2 separate regions of the Capra hircus genome follow, and region 1 is linked to region 2. The links are chromatin contacts, called in public Hi-C maps. All regions are on one chromosome and are shown on one strand. The core of a region is the stretch at or near the end of the contact, and the rest is flanking DNA. Distances in the headings are between cores, read along the strand shown. Region 1 has its middle 38 kb from the start of LBR. Region 2 holds the start of LBR (lamin-B receptor).

The links. A called contact is a pair of places that touch in the nucleus more often than the background predicts.
Region 1: a Hi-C map of blood shows a contact between it and region 2, with 2.3 times the contacts expected there. The contact joins the enhancer-like site here to the promoter of LBR in region 2. A contact is called at or near these places in 2 of 5 Hi-C or Micro-C datasets (both in blood).

The regions. Positions count from the first base shown.
Region 1 is chr16:27,065,407-27,069,473 of ARS1.2, forward strand. No RefSeq gene overlaps it. Among named protein-coding and RNA genes, the nearest start is that of LBR, 38 kb to the left of the region's middle. Within about 2 kb of position 2,300, at least 5 of the 5 cell types and tissues checked have an H3K27ac peak or open chromatin away from gene starts, as enhancers often do.
Region 2 is chr16:27,026,614-27,030,789 of ARS1.2, forward strand. LBR (lamin-B receptor) reads right to left here and starts at 2,768. Exons shown (of 14, transcript XM_018060210.1): 1 at 2,640-2,768.

The DNA of each region.
Region 1 (4,067 bases), core at 1,050-3,549, 38 kb after region 2:
GTTAGCCTGTGGGCCTCAGTGGGACAGGAAGTGGGACCTGAGAAAGTAATGTGACAATGCTTGATCGGCCCAAGCTGGGGAAAGGAAATATAAAGCCTCATCTTCTGGGTGAGCGAAGTGGGCATGGTGGGGTCCCGTTGTCCCAGTGTCAAGGCAGAGGTGCAGGCAGGGCCGCAGCGGGCTGTGGGCATCATCTCCCCTGAAACCTGGGGCCTCCCCTGAGACATCTGTTGACTTAAAGAAAGACACACGGTAAGAGCTGTAAATTTAAGTTTTATTCAGGGTCTTGCTGAAGACAATAACCTAGGAGACAGCCACTCAGCAGCTCAGAGGAAACTACTCTGAAGAAACTGGGGAAAAACCAGTTTCTGTATGATTTTTGGCTAGGAAATACATCTGGGCTAGCACACATCTTGGTAAAAGATAACTGCTAATCACAAAGAACAGATATCTCAAGTTCATGATTTTAGTGCTTTCCTATAAACGGGAAGATGCAAAAATACTCCTCTAAGCTATGCATCTAACTATCCAGGGGCCCGTTTAATCAAAGCGCAGGGTGCCTAATCCTGTTTTTCATCCTGAATTCTTCTCGGGGCACACTGTTGGTGGGAATGCAGTGGGTTAAGACGCTGGCCCTTGTAGAACTCAGTGGTGAGCACACTCTTTGTTCTTTGTTGACACGTCTTTGGCTGCAAGTACACAACATGGCTATGAAATAAACTGTCGGCACATGAGGAATAAAATAAGAGGACCGTTCCCTTCCTCCACCCAGAAAGACAGATGGGCCTTCATGTTCCTCCGCCAGGCTCTCAGAGAGAGAGGAAACGCTGGGGAGGCCGACTGATTCTTGGTGCTTCAGGGGCTGCCCAGGCCCAAGAAAAATCCACTTGGGCTGCCTAAGGCCTGGCAGGGCCGGAGCCCAGGCCTCGGTCTCCTCCAGTGGGAAGGCCAGACTGCCCAGGGGACATGGCATGCGCCCTGGACGAGTCCACAGAGCCCCCCAGGCTCAAGATCAGGGTGGGGGGATCCCAGTGTGTGCCTGTGACCACCCAGGAAGAGCCTGTGGGGACATCTGGGAGCCCCTGGAGGCAGGGGGCAGTGCTCAGGGAACTGTGGCCTAAGCCCCTTCTCCTGTTCCTGTTCCCCTGAAAGCCTTTTGATTCCTGATGAGCCCATGGGGTTGGTGGCGGAGGAGGGGGTCCTCAGAAATCAAAAATGAACAATCCCCCTCAAGGAGATACAAGCTCCAGGTCAGATTAGTTTAGGGGAATGATGTTGGTTGTTTCTTTTCCATTCCAGTGTTAAGGATACAAGAGTAACAGATCCTAACTTTTACCCCAAAAGGCAATTTATTAGAAAGAGGATCAGGAAACAGAGGGAAACTAAAGGTGGAGGTGCAGCGCCGTGTCTGGGCCCCGGATGCCAACAAAAATCAGCAGTGCCCCGGGGCGGCCCTCTGCTTCTTTGCCCCCAGGTGTGCAGCATGACCGGAACTAACTCCTGTGGAGCAGTTACTGTGTGCCAGGCACTTAACAGAATGGAGACCTTAATATGTGTAGTTAAGTCCGCAACACAACCCCCTAAAGTAGGTATTGATAGTATCAATCTCATTTAGCCAGTTTCACATCCAAGTACAGAGAAGCTGAGTCACTTGCTGAAGGTCACACAGCCAAAGCCATATCCTCTCCACCGCTCTACTGTGCCGCCTCCAAAGAAACAAGGGTCACCATGAACTGCATGAACCCCCCAGATGTGTCTTCTACCCTTAGCTACCCCTCTCACAATAACTTGACAAGTCACCAGGGAAGGCAGGCAGGAAGACGGCAGATGGGTTGCTGTTATGCACCTGTGTGTATCACAGTTTACACACTTTGCACGTGTCCTCATCTCAACCTCACAATTCCCGGAGGAAACAGAACCCAGCAACGAAGTAACCCGCCTGGAGCCACTGCAGCTGAGGAGGTCTAGGGCCATCTGGGGCCTAGAGGAGGGGTGTGTTTCTCGCTCTCCCCATCCTTGGCAACCGCAGGGGGTGCTCCTGGCCCGTGTGGGTGCAGCAAAGACTGTCCCTGTTTGCATCTTCCTGGGGGGCATCGGGCGCCAGATAAGCACCATCGATGTGCACGGCCTTTGGGATAGATCGATCCGAGTGCTGTGTTCGGGTTCTCCAGGTCTTCAGGTCCTGGCGCTATGGGTTTGGGGCAAGAGTGAGGCCTGCTTCAGAAACTTGCAGGCACCTGCAGGGCCGACCTGCGGGAGCCGCCCTCTCTGTGGCTGGAGCAGCTGAGCTCATTTCCTGTCTCAGTTCTGCTCTGGCCTGGGGAGGCGGGGAGGCGGGGGAGGGGGCAGGCGGGGGCGGGGGGCGGCCCTGGCGCGTGCTTCCGCAGAGGATGGGTGTGCCCGGGGCGGGGCGGGATTGCGCGAGCAGGAGGTGCTGGAGGGGAGGGGACATTGCTGGGGCAGTTCTGACCCTTTCACTTCCTTTCGTGGAGGCGGTGGGTGGATGGAGGTCTGGACAGACGGGCTAGTGGGGCTCTCAGAGGCGCTGGGGGCTGAGGTCCGGGTTGCCCAGGAAGAGTCAGAGGCCTGCGATTGACCGCCCAGCTTGGAGAAGTGTAAGGAGCTTTCTGGGGCCCTTGCTCTGGGGAAGGGACATTGTTCTTTGGCATGTTCTTTCAAACCAGAAAAAAGGAAGGTGAGCCCTAGCCAGAGACTCCACTTAGACCTGCAAGCATGTCCCAAGGGGTCAGGGAACTGAGAGCTGCCAGGTAGAGACCACCTCCCGCCTGACATGGTCAAGCTGGCGTAATGTGAAGGAAAAAAGAGGAATGGGTTTTTCTTTCCTGAGAACAGTGAGCAGGCCTGATCACTCCTAGGTTCACTTTCACTGTTACTAGTCTGTTGTCTATGACTGAGTTTGCTTTTCTGCCTCTTAGCTCTGCATAAGCTTCATTCTGCATCTGTTGTCCTTTGACTCTATGCTAATTACATCCTGTATCTGTTCTCACCTTTACAGCACTCTCTTCCTCGCTGTTTTTTGTTTTTTTTTTTTTCCTCTCTTTTTGCGTTATACAAAGAAAGCCCAGTACAATTCACAAAAGACAATGGACCCGACTACCGGGCTACCTGATGCCAGCCTCGACTGTTTTTGAAACAATACAAGAATTATACAAACTCCTTATAACTTTGTTCCTCATCACCAACCCAGAACTTGGAACCGTCATCTATATAATCCCCTAGACTCCCCCTGGGAGAGGGGCACAATTCTTGAGGCATGATCCTGCTGCATCTTCCCTCCGCCAGCAGAAGATTAAAACCACCTTTCTATTTCCTCCAAATTCTGTCTCCATGTTTTTTATCTGGCTTCGGTGGGTAGAGAATGCCAAGATTTTGGCGACATCAAAGTTGGATGTCCCATCGAGGGGGCCCAGCTGAAAAGCGACGGTTGCAGGGTGAGAGAGAGAGAGAGAGTGTGTGTGTGTGTGTGTCTTGCAGGGGGTATGTCTCCAAAATCACACACCTGTGCTCCCTGTGGTCTTTCCAGAAACACACAGGAACTGTGAAGAGCCACTCACTCCCCTTCATCTCGGCAGGCGAGGTCTTCAGAGATCCCTGGCACCCATACCCCGCCAGAAACAGGAGGGGTTTGTGTGAGATGATCCCTAAAGGGCTCCCACCTCTGACCCCCAAGACCATGAGATGAACCCCTGGACTGTGTGCAGAAAATGCAAGGAGGAGGAGGGAGCAAGCCAGATTCCAGGAGGGCTTGTTTAGGAGTGAGCCCTGGGTCTGCCCACAACTTCTAATTAGAGGCAGGGTACCGGATCCGCATTTTCATCAGCTCACACTAAAATCTGAAACATACCACACTGACCCTTAGGAGATTCCAATAAGCCATGCCTTCCCATCTTCTGCTTCCCCTGGTCCCCCAGGTCTGTCCTGCTGTCTCTTGGTTTCATTCCGTCTCTGCCCAGATGTCCCTCAGAGAGGTCTTTCCTGGCCTCTTGATCTAACAGGTAAGTCATCGTGCAGTGTAGGTGTGTTCCATGCAATGTGTGGGAAGTACT
Region 2 (4,176 bases), core at 1,518-4,017:
CAAACCTCTGTTATCAGTACTAGTTCTCTGATGTCAGTTGACCAGGGTTGGCAGAAGGCAATTACATCTTTCTACATGAAGATGTCATTCAAGTTTCAAATAACTCTTCATAAACTTTTGAAACACAGTCCCTCAGGAATTAAGGGCTGACTGTGTGTGTGCTAAGTCGCTTCAGTAATGTCCAACTCTGTGCGACCCATGGACTGTAGCCTGCCTCTATCCATGGGATTCTCCAGGCAAGAAGACTGGAGTGGGTTGCCATGCCCTTCTCCAGGGGATCTTCCCGACCCGGGGCTCAAACCCAGCTCTCTTATATCTCCTGCATTGGCAGGCAGGATCTTTACCACCAGCGAAAATCCCTTGAGCAGATTCTGTCCCTTTCGGAAATTTTATTGCACAGATACCACATACACAGTATCTATCCGATACTGGTCATAGGTCAATGCCAAAGAGGTTTTTCTGTTATCAATCAAATATTTGGGGTTAAACAAATTAAGATATCTCGTGGATATCTGTTAGGTCTCTAAACTCAACTTAAAAAAAAGAATTAGGAATAGCAATCTTTCATATGGTGGTTGAAAAAAGGGGGAAAAAAAGGGACAACCAGCATTCTTCTCAGGAGACCTCTATCTCATACACAAATGTTCCAAAAGATGAAACCACCGCCATTATGATGGTACACCTCCACTTTGCACGAGTATTGCACAGTGCATCACATCCTAACCCTGCAGGAGTAACGAGGCAGGTAGGACAGAAAAGCCCCAGGACATTTATGCAGTCACCGTACCATCACCTGCTGCTGCTGTTGCTGCTAAGTCGCATCAGTCATGTCCTACTCTGTGCAACCCCATAGACGGCAGCCCACCAGGCTCCGCCGTCCCTGGGATTCTCCAGGCAAGAACACTGGAGTGGGTTGCCATTTCCTTCTCCAATGCAGGAAAGTAAAAAGTGAAAGTGAAGTCGCTCAGCCGTCTCCGACTCTTAGCGACCCCATGGACTGCAGCCTGCCAGGCTCCTCCGCCCATGGGGTTTTCCAGACAACAGTACATGAGTGTGTTGCCATTGCCTAGAAAATCAAAAGATAGGCCTCCCTCAAAAGGGAGGTTTTAGCCAAGTATGTCTGCAAAGAAAGATTCTGTTTACTGAACACAATGACTGCATCCCCCCATTAGCAGTGGAAACATGGGGACCCTCAGGCTTTTCTCTATTAAGCCACATGCTTGCTAACTTCAGCTTCAGTTGGCACTGGAATCCTTTCACATTTCGGCTCCAATATGTTACTGTTTATCAGCACAACAGAATGTGCTATTCCCTGCTGATCACATCTTCGGTCATCTTTCTTCACTTTCCCAAATCAGTCTAAACATGGCAAAGAAAGGGAAGAGCAAATGAAGCCTCACAGCTTCCCTCTTCAACACCTGCACCCACGGCTGGCCTACCGGGCAAAACTCAAACAGGAACCCCTGGCCTAGCTCCTGCCCCTGCCGCAGGGTGCAGTACAAACTGCCATCTTCCTGGCTGCACAGGCAGAATGGCCCCCCTATCGTCCTAAGCAAAATAAATAACCGAAGGAGCAATAATTTCCCTCGTACTCACTCTTTCCCCTCCTCTCTAGACAGCTCTCAGAAACCAAACTTAAATTGGACTTGGTGCTCGATCTAAATTAGTGCACACACACCCATCCTTTTCTCCATGGCAGTTACCACGGTGTCTTTACAGAGGTGCACGTGTTTATTTGCAAGGTCGCTGAGGGCTGGGACCAGAAGCATGGGTCTAGCTGGGGTCCGGCAGGGTGCAGGCTCCTCCACACATCAGGCGAGCAAGTTCACTTGCTCCAGGTTGAACCCTTGAATCGTCCACGCGCTGTCCAATGTATCTACTGGCTCATTCTGAGTATCAACAGCCTGATTCCCGATCAGACCGCGTAATTATTTTGGTGAACAGCCTGGAACCAGGCCCTTTGCAGTCAAGCACTTATTTTTTTTAAGCCTTAAAAAGCTATATTAAAAAGAAGGGTGGAAAAAAAGATAGAGCTTTAGCAGGAGCACGCAAACCTGCCCGTTTTTTGAGTGCGGAGAAACACCGGGCGGGGGAATCCAATGCATGCAGCCAGCTTTGGAAGTCGCCAGAGACGGCCACGACCCTCCAGGGCAGTGACAACCACCGACAATTAAAGTCAACTTGCCAACCCCACTTCCCCGTCCGCCAGGCTGCCGCGCCTGTTCTGCCTACCCAAGAGCTGGGCCCGCCAAGCCACCAGCCTAATCTGTCAAAAAGGCGCTAGGAGCAGTCTTGGGAGGGCCGATGCTGCAGGGCGGGGACAAAGGCACTGGGGTGGATCACCCACCCACACATCCTCCCCAGACAACATCATTTTACTCCGACGCGGCGCGTCCAAAATGGAGGGAAACGTCGGCAATTTAAAACCATAGCTTCATTTCCGCAGCTGGCCGGGCCGGGCGCACTTCAAGCCTCGCCAGCAGCCGCCCGGACCGACCCGGAGGAGGGGAGGGCGAAGCCGCCGCTCCACGCCAGGCGCCCCGGGACCCCTGCCCATCCGCCGAACCCTCCCAGCGGGCCTCCCCCAGATCCCTTGGAGACCGCGCTGCGGGGAGCGGGGCGGGGTTTCGGGAGCTCACCTGCTCGGTGATCCTGCGGGAACACGAACGGCTTCGGGAGAGTCGCGGAGCAGCAACCCGGCGGCGGTTCCGCGCGCGCGACACTGCCCGCTTTCGCGCTCTCGCGCTCCGCGGTCCCGCGACCCGGGCGCGCGCCTCCCCGACCCCGCCTTCTCCTCGCCCCGCCCCTCTGGTCAGCCTTCCCAGGGTTCCTATTGGCTTCTCGGCCTTTTGAATCATGCCCAGAGCTGTCGATTCGTCACGAGACGTGGCGCGTCCGCCCCGCCCCGCCCCACCCAGCAGCCTGACCAGTACTGCGGGTGGCAGATTTCGGAGTATTAGATCCTGGCTCAGCCCGAGAAGGCTGTGTTTCCCCCGGCCTTATCTCAGCCGCCAGACCCACGGACTGCTCGCTCTCCCCACCCTTTCCCTCCCAGCATTCGCGCCGCAGTTGCCTGGCGATACACAGCAGGGAAATTGGTGTGTGAAGTAGTTTGGCAAAAGAGATCGTAAAAAGCTGTAAAGAAAATAAATTTGCATAACGATCACTAAAGATCAACTTTCGGAGGCCGAAAGTACTTCTTGCTGAAACACTATTAGTGCTCTCCTTACTGTGTTAAAAAAAAAAAAAAAAAAAAACCTCTGGAAATCTTGCGGACAAGCAGTGGCTCCGAAGGCAATCTGGGACTCCTTTGTCTTGGCAATGGCTGCATCTCGGTAGAAACTGACCTGGACGGTAGCTTGGGGACAGTGGGGGCAGTGGGGCCATTGGGTGGTTGTGGGGGTTGGTAAAAAAAATGTCCACAGGTTCCCTACAGCTCACATCGTTTCTAGGACTGCTGATGTAAGGAGGAGAATCAACATTACGGGGAGGTCCTGCAGAGATATCAGTAAAAGATACTCACCAACGTGTGGTGTCGCACAGAAAATTCTGTCCGTGTACGCTGAGATACCACTTGCCCTGCACACCCGCAAGTCTTGTTTTACTTGGCCTCCGAATGCTGAATCATTACACTGTTGACGACGAATCTGTTATGGATCCTCAACCTTTTTTTTTTTTTCTCTCCAAGTTATCATTATTGGTTAGTTGGTTTCCTTCCTCTGAGGTCAAGAGTTTAAAGCAGTCCACTGAGGTTCCCCATTTTGCAGTGTGGTTTTAATCAAAGTATTTTTTTAACCCAACTACTAGGTTAATCTATGTAAATTTAAGCAAATTTCTATTTTGGAAGCACTGTGCATTAAATTATAAGTGGACTTTACCATTTATAGCCCAGCTTCCGGTGCAAGACTGCTCATTTTCTCAGTTACAACTACAAAACACCCAGGTTTACAACTACAAAAAAGTAAAAAACAAATAACATATTGAACTTTCTCTGTCTTCCACATCCAGTGTTGAATGAGTGGTGAATTTCCCAGTTTAGTTCTCAGACATTTGTCATCCACCGTTAGCCAGCTGTGGATTTTCAGAATATATAAAGTCACTTGAAGAGCCGTATCTTGGCACTGGTATTTCCCGGCAGTTTAGTGGTAGACTCCAAGCTCCCTATGCAAGGGGCAT